3 separate regions of the Mus musculus genome follow, and regions 2 and 3 are each linked to region 1. The links are chromatin contacts, called in public HiChIP or PLAC-seq and promoter capture Hi-C maps. All regions are on one chromosome and are shown on one strand. The core of a region is the stretch at or near the end of the contact, and the rest is flanking DNA. Distances in the headings are between cores, read along the strand shown.

What was found. Promoter capture Hi-C pulls out the DNA fragments that hold promoters and counts their contacts. HiChIP or PLAC-seq counts read pairs in DNA pulled down with a chosen protein or histone mark.
Region 2: a contact with region 1 is called in an H3K27ac HiChIP or PLAC-seq map of VIP interneurons, with 2.7 times the contacts expected there. The contact joins the enhancer-like site here to the promoter of Ajap1 in region 1. A contact is called at or near these places in 2 of 39 promoter capture datasets (the 3T3-L1 cell line and hippocampal neurons), 1 of 484 Hi-C or Micro-C datasets (nephron progenitors), 4 of 115 datasets of contacts at active chromatin or transcription factors (VIP interneurons, embryonic hindbrain, embryonic stem cells and 1 more) and 1 of 9 other capture datasets (pancreatic islet).
Region 3: a promoter capture Hi-C map of embryonic stem cells shows a contact between it and region 1, with 3 times the contacts expected there. The contact joins the enhancer-like site here to the promoter of Ajap1 in region 1. A contact is called at or near these places in 5 of 39 promoter capture datasets (cranial neural crest, embryonic stem cells, hippocampal neurons and 2 more), 5 of 484 Hi-C or Micro-C datasets (cortical glia and embryonic stem cells), 13 of 115 datasets of contacts at active chromatin or transcription factors (craniofacial prominence, embryonic forebrain, embryonic hindbrain and 6 more) and 1 of 9 other capture datasets (liver).

What each region holds. Positions count from the first base shown.
Region 1 is chr4:153,481,509-153,484,217 of GRCm38.p6, forward strand. Ajap1 (adherens junction associated protein 1) reads right to left here and starts at 1,322. Exons shown (of 6, transcript NM_001099299.1): 1 at 621-1,322. The coding sequence starts at 649.
Region 2 is chr4:153,737,484-153,740,426 of GRCm38.p6, forward strand. No RefSeq gene overlaps it. Among named protein-coding and RNA genes, the nearest start is that of Gm31239, 63 kb to the right of the region's middle. Within about 2 kb of position 1,523, at least 5 of the 459 cell types and tissues checked have an H3K27ac peak or open chromatin away from gene starts, as enhancers often do. A contact at or near this core is called in VIP interneurons, where this site is marked.
Region 3 is chr4:153,218,309-153,221,094 of GRCm38.p6, forward strand. No RefSeq gene overlaps it. Among named protein-coding and RNA genes, the nearest start is that of Gm31055, 55 kb to the left of the region's middle. Within about 2 kb of position 1,528, at least 13 of the 459 cell types and tissues checked have an H3K27ac peak or open chromatin away from gene starts, as enhancers often do. A contact at or near this core is called in embryonic stem cells, where this site is marked.

The DNA of each region.
Region 1 (2,709 bases), core at 72-2,571:
AGACCCAGCTGTCTGCCAGCTGCGTGCGACCTTCTGCCCGGAGGTCACCCCAAAGCAGCTGGGTCGGCAGCTGTGCTCCTACTACACTTCAGTTCAGGGGCCCAGGGGCCCTAGGAACGGAGAGAAGGGCTGACGGAGCGGCTGTAGGGTTCTGGGCTTCTCCAACTCCACGGCAAAGCTGCTCGAGAACTGGGAGGGCCGGTGGCTCTCCCTGGCAGATCCAGCGTCAGCCCCGGCCCCCGAGTCCACCGCGCCCAATGGCCCGCAACTCGCGCCGGGCTCCGGAGAGGAGCCGCGCCGGGGCCGCCGGCCAGGACACTGCGCTGCTGGCGCCCTGGGCAGCGGGCGCGCCGGCCAGCCCCGCTGCCAGGTTACTGGGGCAAGCGCCCCTACCTCGACCCCACTCGACTCGCGGAGCGTAGGAGAACGGCCGCTCCCTGCCTCTCTCTGTCCGGCCTCAGGGACCAGCAGGCGGCCGCGCTCCGTGGCTTCGGGTGCACCACGCGGGCCGCCTCGGGGAGGCGAGAAGCCGTGCCTCGGTTTGCAACAGTGAGCAGCAGCCCAGCCTAGCGCCCACGCACCACCCCCCCATGCACCCTGCCTCCAGCCGGGTCGCTCACCTGAGTCCTAAAAGCTGTTGGATCCACATGGTCACGTTTCAGGGAACCCAGCCTCAGACCTTGCTTGCCCCAGCCATCTGCGCGGCGCCCGCGCCCGCTCGCTCCGGTCCCGTGGCGCCGCTCTTCGGCTTCGGGCCGCCGCCGCCACCCGCCGCCCGCCGCCCGCCGGCCGCGGGGCGCACAGCGAGTCAGAGCGCGGCCGCGCGGGGCTCCATGCCGGCCGGCGCGCCGCCGCCGAGGGGGCGCATGGCTCAGGCGGGCCGGCCCGCGGGGACGCACATCCTCCCGCCGGCTCTCGGGGCGCGGGGCCCCCACCGCAGGCCACACGGCGCGGGCGGCAGCGAGGCGGGCGCACTCCGGGTCTGTCGCCGGCCGCGAGGGTCCGAGGAGCGGGGCTTCGTCCTCCGGGGCGACGAGTAGCGAAGCGGGCGGCTCCGCAAGCCGTGCGAGGATCTAGCCTGCAGCCGGAGCTGCGAGGCTGTGATCGGTGTTGCCCGGGGGTTGAGAAGATCGCCCCTCTGGCCCACGCGGGTCGCCTCCACGCGCCGCCGGGTCGAGGGGCCTCTGTCCCAGGTTCTGACACCGATCAAGTTGCTGGAGAGCTCCGTCTAAGCGCTCGCTCTGCAGACAGCCGCGGCCCGGAGACTGCCAGAAGGCGGGCAGGGGAGGCGCGGGGCGAAGAAGCGTGGAGCGCGGGGCGTGGGGACGCGCGGCGGCGCCGCCGCGCGGAGGAGGCGCGCGGGGATCCCGGGCCCCGCCGCCCGCGCCCACCGCGCCCTCCGCAGAGCCGCCCGCGCCGCTCGGCCGCCTCCCTCTGCGCGTCTGCCTCCAGAAGCGCTTGCCCCCGCCTCCGCGAACGGGTCCCAACTCCGCCCGCCGGGCCCGGCTCACGTCACCCTCCTTCCCCGCCCCTCAACCTGGAGTCGGAGCCCCCAACCCGGCCGGTCGGCTTAGCTTGCCAGCCCACCTCGCTGGAGCTGGACTGGCGACCTGGGCTCTGAGTGGCCTGGGCGGCGCCAGAGAGAAGAACCGGGCCCACCCCTTCCCCATCCCTGGCCGCGTCCGGGTCTCCACCTTGGGAAAGGCTCGAAAGAGGCCGCAGGCTCCGATTGGACCGCCCGGCGCCGCCGGATGGTGTTGCCACGGTAACCAGATGGCATGCGAAGCAGTTAAGAGGTTCGGACCCTGTTCTAAGTACGCCCATTGAACGCAGAGGGCTGATTTGGGGAGAGGAGGTTCTCATGGGACTGGGGAGCTGAGGCTGTGCGAAAAGTTTCCTCCTGCGGAGCTGCACGGCGCAGGCGATGCGAGAGGCTGGGGAGGGTCCTCCTGGGGAGTCTCCCCACTGCCTGGGCCTGGCCTCTCTCCAGGCAGATGAAGTTTCAGCCTTTGGTTGGAGCATGCTTCTGCCCGGTTATTCAGTCTCCAGCGCAGTTCCCCCTCCTTCTTGGTTTTATGGCATCTGCTGTCTTCGCAGAGCCAGGGAGTTCTGAACCTGGCACTCCCAGACATCTTGCCCACTCTCCCACCCAGCACTCCCTGGTGCCTACCTGGTTAGTTGTGTCTGCATGTCCGGTTAGTGAAAGACAGGCTTTCTGTGGTCCCCTTTCACTGAAAGGAGTGACATAAAGGCAGAGGATCCCACGGAGGCCTTAGCTGCCTAGTCCCTGAGGAACTGTAGGAACAAAAGCCAGCTCTCAGCTCCACACATAGTGGGGAAGAAATGCAAAGCCAGGGGCCTTAGAAATGAGCTTCAGTCTGCGGTCTTCCTGCTTGGACTTTAGAGTCAGAGCCGGGAAGGTAAAGAGAGGCAACTGGGGACTTGCCAGGGTGCTGCAAGCAAGTGACTTCAGCCCAGCAGTTGCCCCCCTCAGGAGAGAGAGGGTGAGGCCTCCCTGGGAGGGTTGCTGGGGGGGGGGGAGGAGCCAGTCTTCCTGGGATTCACTGTGCACCCAGGCAGGTCCTTTTCCCTGAGCCTCCAGTCCAAGGTTTTTGGCAGCCAGAGATTCTCCCCACCCAGGCTGGACAGGACAACATGGTTCTGTTTTCCCTCTCAGGCCCTAAAGAAAGTATCTGGGAGCAAGGTAGC
Region 2 (2,943 bases), core at 273-2,772, 260 kb after region 1:
CCCGAAACTGCAGAGTGTATCATCTTTTCTAAAAAGTTTGTCTAGGTAGGCCTCATGCTAGGCTAGCAGCGAGTCTACATGAATTTTTAAAAGGACCCAGATCACAAGCTCTCGCACTACAGTATGTCTGAATCATACTTAAATTCACTGCGACATACAGGTTAAGCTTCAACATTCAAAAGTGAAGCAAGACAATTTCAAAATAACCATGGGTCAAATGAGAAGCTACAGAAAATATTAAAAGTAACCGAAATTTACACTTTAATAGTATTAAAAAATGTAACATAAAATTTGGATTACCCAGCTGAGCGGTGCTTGGGAAGAAGTTGATCCTTTGAAAGTCTTGTATTGCCTTGAAGAACGATCTGGAATTGGCTGTATTCGTTACCCTTCTGATCGCTACGATAAAACACACCTGACAAAAATAATTTAAGGTAAGACAGGAACTTTTTTTTCTTTTAGCTGAGTGTGCATCCGTCACGATGGGAAAGTCACCACAGCAGAAGTGTGAGGTGCTTTGCCTTATGAAAGCTGAGAAAGCACGGAGTCCGAAGGAAAAGGAGCTGCAGCAGAAATGAATGAGCCACAGAGCCCCAGTCCACACACACATCCTCCACCAGGAGTCTGGGTGTGGCTTGAGAAGGGCGGAAGCTATAAAGTGTGACTGTAAAGTAGAGGCAAGAGGAGCCCCCTCAGCTATTCCTGTGAGGGTGTGGCAGGGTCTTATCTGCTATTCCTTCTAGCCTCTGTGAAGAGCGAATCCTTAAGTACTAGATAACAGCCGCCCTCATTCAGAAAAAGTTTTATTTCTAGCCACTGCCACGCCACGCCCTGCCCCCGTGACCACGTGCTTCGCTTTGTGGCCACACACCCCCCTCCCCATGGCCGCATTCCCCACCCTGGTGGCCACATGCCCCTCCCCATGACTGTAAGCTCCTCCCCTGTAGCCTCATGTCCCCGCCCACATGCTCTGCTCTGCCCTGCCCCCATCACGGACTCTAATCCTCCGGGATCTTAAGCCAAATTAATCTCTTTTATACGTTCCTTCAGTCATGATGTGTTATCACAGACATAGAAAATAAATCATTAAGACAGTGTTGGCCAACATCCCAACCCTGTGGCCACAAAGGGTTGGTTCAAAATCGGTGTTGTAATGTATTGATGAAGGGATATTTCAGACACCAACTGTGTCTGCATCCGTGGAAGCTGCTGGAAGAAACTTCTCTTTTATCCTTGTGGGAATGAGAGAAAATGCAGGCCACAGTCCCTGTCGTCCACCTTGGGCAAGAAACAGGTGGGCAACTAGGCAGTGCCATAGCGGGGACCCGATCAGGCCACACTGAGGCTAGCCTCTGTTCAGCAAGGTGAAAAATCTCCTTTGACTCCTAAGCCAACAATGTTGGGGGTTGGGCTGTGTACAACTTTCCTGTCCAGGCGAGACACGTTCAAATTGCAGAGATACCGTGTGACAACCAGATATGCTCCGGAAGGTCAGAGATAGCCATGCTCATCTGTCACCTTACACAGACTCTTTAAGCTGACTCTTCCTCAGCACCAGGAAGCTGAGCCATAGTCCCCGAAAGACCCCGACCCTTCTTTGCTTGGACATCTCCCCGAGGACCACGTTTCTCATTTGCCAAGTTGTGTTTTCATGGAAAATAAAACTCTTGATGGATTTCCGAGCGCTGGCTCCCAGCTGCCCACTAAAGGGAACATTTACGATTCACTTAATTTGGGTTGTGTCTCAATAATGGAACTAACTGGATCATGCTCACGCCCCAGAGACGGCACGACCACAACAGGCTGACACACAAGCTGCTTGATTGAAAATAATGAATCAGCTTCCAAATGGCCAGACCCACAGCCAATTTCCACACAGCCGATATGGACCCATAGAGGACAACAGTGTTGCGGCTCTCTCGTCCCCGGGATGGACATTTTTAATCAGAGGAAATGCCTAGCAGGCTCCAGTCCAGCCGAGACAGAGCGAGCGAGGCCGGATCCCAGGATCAAGGTGGCGAGAGAGGCTGAAGCTGGTCCGCTGCGACCCTGGGAGGAAGCCAGGCTGGGCTGCAGCGTTGGCTGGCTGGGGCTCCACAGCAAGAGTAGGGCTGTTTTAGTGCGGCTCCATCTTCCTTCTCCTCTGTCGGGGGACTGAAAAGGGAAAGCCAAGGCTCCTTGACATCAAGTGGCACTTTGTAAATTAAGCTTCAAAGAGAGACGTGACAGGCTGCTCCATCCACAAAGACACATGAAGCCCGAACTTGCTTAGCAAAGATCAACCAGTAGAGAGAGTCCAGAGTTGGGCCACGCTGGTTTTCCATGCCCTCCTCAGTGTGCAATCTGGGAGGATTAACGCTTCAAAGCTCCCGGGATGGGGTTTCACTGTGTTAATTCTGTGTTTAGACTTGTTCTTGAGGGGAGAGAGAGAGAGACGCTCAAGATCAATGTGGGCAGGGGACGAGGATGCTACCGACTCCTCGGAGCTGGAGAGAGCAGATGCCGACCCAGACGGTGTTGTTCAGCAGAAGGTGGGCCACAGCCAGATCTGTGTCCCTGCAGGAAAGTCCGCAGGGCTGCCATGTAGACCACTCCAGGGATCAGCTGCTAGAATGTTCCCTTCACCTTGGAGAAAAGCCCAAGTGGCTTGGCACTGTCACCTTGCCTCTCTAGGTAACTGCTCCTGCACTAGCCCCAACACCCAGGATGCTAGCTCGTTGGCTTCCATGTGGCCAGGTTTGAATGCCTTGTCTCTAAGACGATAGGGCTCTTCTAGACTGCAGGGAAGGCTGAGGCCCCTCTCACACACACTCTTGATGCTGTCAGAAAATCAGATACAGCTAGGTGCACTGAGATATTTACTCTCAATTAGTGAGAGTAATCTAACCCTAACCCTGACCCCAACCCTGACCCTGACCCCCTCTTGTTCTTGTGAGCATCCAA
Region 3 (2,786 bases), core at 278-2,777, 260 kb before region 1:
TCCATGAAGCCGGTGCCTCGGTGGTCTCAACGCACTGTCAAAAGCTGACAGGATCCCTGGTGAGTCATCAGTCTTGCATTCAGGTCGCGATTGTGAGGGGGCTGGAGCCACTTTAGCGGAGGCTGGAGTGGTGGTCTCCAGATGCTCTGCTTCTCCTGCTTCTCCTGCTTCTCCTTCAGACCTCTTTTCATCCTGGCAACCCTTTGGAGGTTGTTGTCTCTTCCAGCCTCAGTTAACCCTCTCTGGAATCTCTTCCCAGACCTGCCTGGAGATGCTCTCCTCAGTGACTCCAAACCTAGTCCAGGTGCCCATCCGTGTTGCCCACCATAGCTGGGAGGTCTCCAGATACTTCCAGCTCCAGCTCTGGAGCAGGAAAACCTAGGAGCAGCAGGCAAGTCACACCACGTGGGGACTTATGTCTGTCCACCCCAAGACCCTGGTGAGCTCCTGCATGTGTCCAGAGATCCCACTACCAGGAAAGCTTCAATCGTCTGTGACCCCATGTCTAACTCTGTCAACTGAAAACAAGCTGGAGTCAGCGGAGGGAAGGGAGCCTCCATTTTAAAAATGCTTCCGTGAGATTGGGCTGTAGGCAAGCCTGTAGAACATTTTCGTAATTAGTGATTGATCTGAGAGAGCCCAGCCCATTGTGGGTGGCCCTGAGTTCTATAAAAAAAAAAAAAAAAAAAAAAAAAAAGGCAGGCTGAGCAAGCCATGAGAATCGAGCCAGTAAGTAGTGCCCCTCCATGTCCTCTGCATCTGTATCAGCTCCTGTCTCCAGGGTTCCAGCCCTGTTTGAGTTCCTGTCCTGACTTCCTCCAATGACAAATAGTGATACAGAAGTGTATGGTGCTAAATAAATCTTTTCCATACCAAGATGCTTTGGGTGCTGGGGTTTCATTCCAGCAATAGCAACCCTGTTAGAGACATATGAAGGCTATCCTGCTGGGGTCCCGTGGGGTCCACCATGTACTGGGGAATGTAGAAGAGAGGTGACTTGGGTGCTTGAGGAGGCTGCAGGGTGAACATGAGCCTTGAGGGAGGGGATTGTATGGATGAGGTAGACACAGGAGAGAAGGTACCTGGGAAGACACGTGCATGGCGCGGGGGGGGGGGTGGAGGTGGGGGGGAGTAGGTGGGAAGACTGTGGGTGAGCCTCCTGTGGTCACTGCAACAAACTACCGCCACTCAGGCAGTGGGAAATAACTCTCTTTCTTCCCTGAAGCCAGAGTCCAAGCCCAAACTGTCCAGGCCCCTTCCCAGGCTCAGCAGGAGACTCGGTGGCGCTGACTTTACTCTCTTCAGCCTTAGCTGAATCTCTGCCCTGTGGTCTCTTACCTCCTCTTTCTGCCCCTGCCGTCTCCCTCTGCACCTTGGATGGAGACCTGGGAGATAGCAGAAGATCTGAGAGCCCCGTCTCAAGCACCTTTCCCCCAAATCAAGTCACAGTTTCTTGGAATTAGGGTGCAGCACCTAGAGACATTAGCCCAGGCCAAGATGTGTAGGCGGGGCCAGGATCATAGGAGTCCCGCGGCTGGCTCAGGACACGTTCAGTCTGAGGTGCTGGGAGACTGAGGTGGGCAGATTCCAGGAGCATTATGCAGCAACCAGGTGGATCCTGCCATGAGCAAACACCTGCTGGCCCCGCCTCTGGGATGTTGTCACACAAGTCTAAAGACAGGAAAAGATTTATTTCTCCAAGGACATTTGGTTTTAGCCAAAAAGTAACTTTCTTTCAGCCTGTCCTTTCTCAGTGTGCAATCCAGGGATGACTCTGGGGTCAGACTGAGCCAGCAGGAACAGCTCTGCTGGATTGCCGTGCTCTAAAGAATTAACCTCTGAAATAAGAGCAGCCACTTAGGTTGAGTCCACTGTGGAGTCTCTGGGACCCTGCTTTTTCTGCTCGTCCCTTCTGGGGCCTGGCCAGCTGCAGGCTTGAACTCCAGCGGGATTGCTGAACACTTCAGATGTTGACAGGATGGCTCAGACTCTGAACACAGTCTTCAGCTGTTTCCCGGTGGCTGGAAGCCAGGTTCGTTTCCCACCCCCTCACATCTGCCGCCCACTTCCCTCATACAAATGCTACCATCTTTCTTGCTATCTACCAAGATGCTGTGGACTGGGCTGAGGAGGCGGGTCAGTTCAAATGCTTGTCTGGAGTGCAGGAATCCCTGGGTTTGACCTCCAGCACCCCATAAACTGAACGTGGTGGGACATACCTCTCTGAACCAGCATCAGGAAGGTAGAGGCAGGAGGGTCAGAAGTTCAAGGTCACCTTTAGCAGCATAGCAAGTTTGAGACCAACAGGGCTTGTCTCACAAACAAACTGAACAAACGCAAAGAGAAACTCCGCGGGATGCCATTTGCAGATGACCCTGAGGGGTGACAGGCTCCCCCTGCTCAGTTCACGCTGCTGCTGATGTTTTTTCTGTCAGAAGTCCAGTGAAGCCTTGCCCTGGGATAGTTTAGTGCAGTCCCCTCCCCTCCCCTCCCCTCCCTTCCCCCTCCCCTCCCCTCCTCTCGTCCTATTCTCTCCCCTCCCCTCCCCTCCTCTCTTCCTATTCTCTCCCCTCACTCTGCCCTGCCCCTCCCTCACTTCTCCTCTCCCCCTCCTCCTTCCTTCCCCTTTCTTCCCTTCTATCCCCTCCCTTCTTGTTCCTTCCTTTCCCTCCCTTCTCCTTCCCTTCCTTCCTTCCTTCCTTCCTTCCTTCCTTTTTTCTTTCTTTCATTTTTTGTTGATTCTTTGTGAGTTTCCCATCACGCACCCCAGGTCCACTCATCTCCCC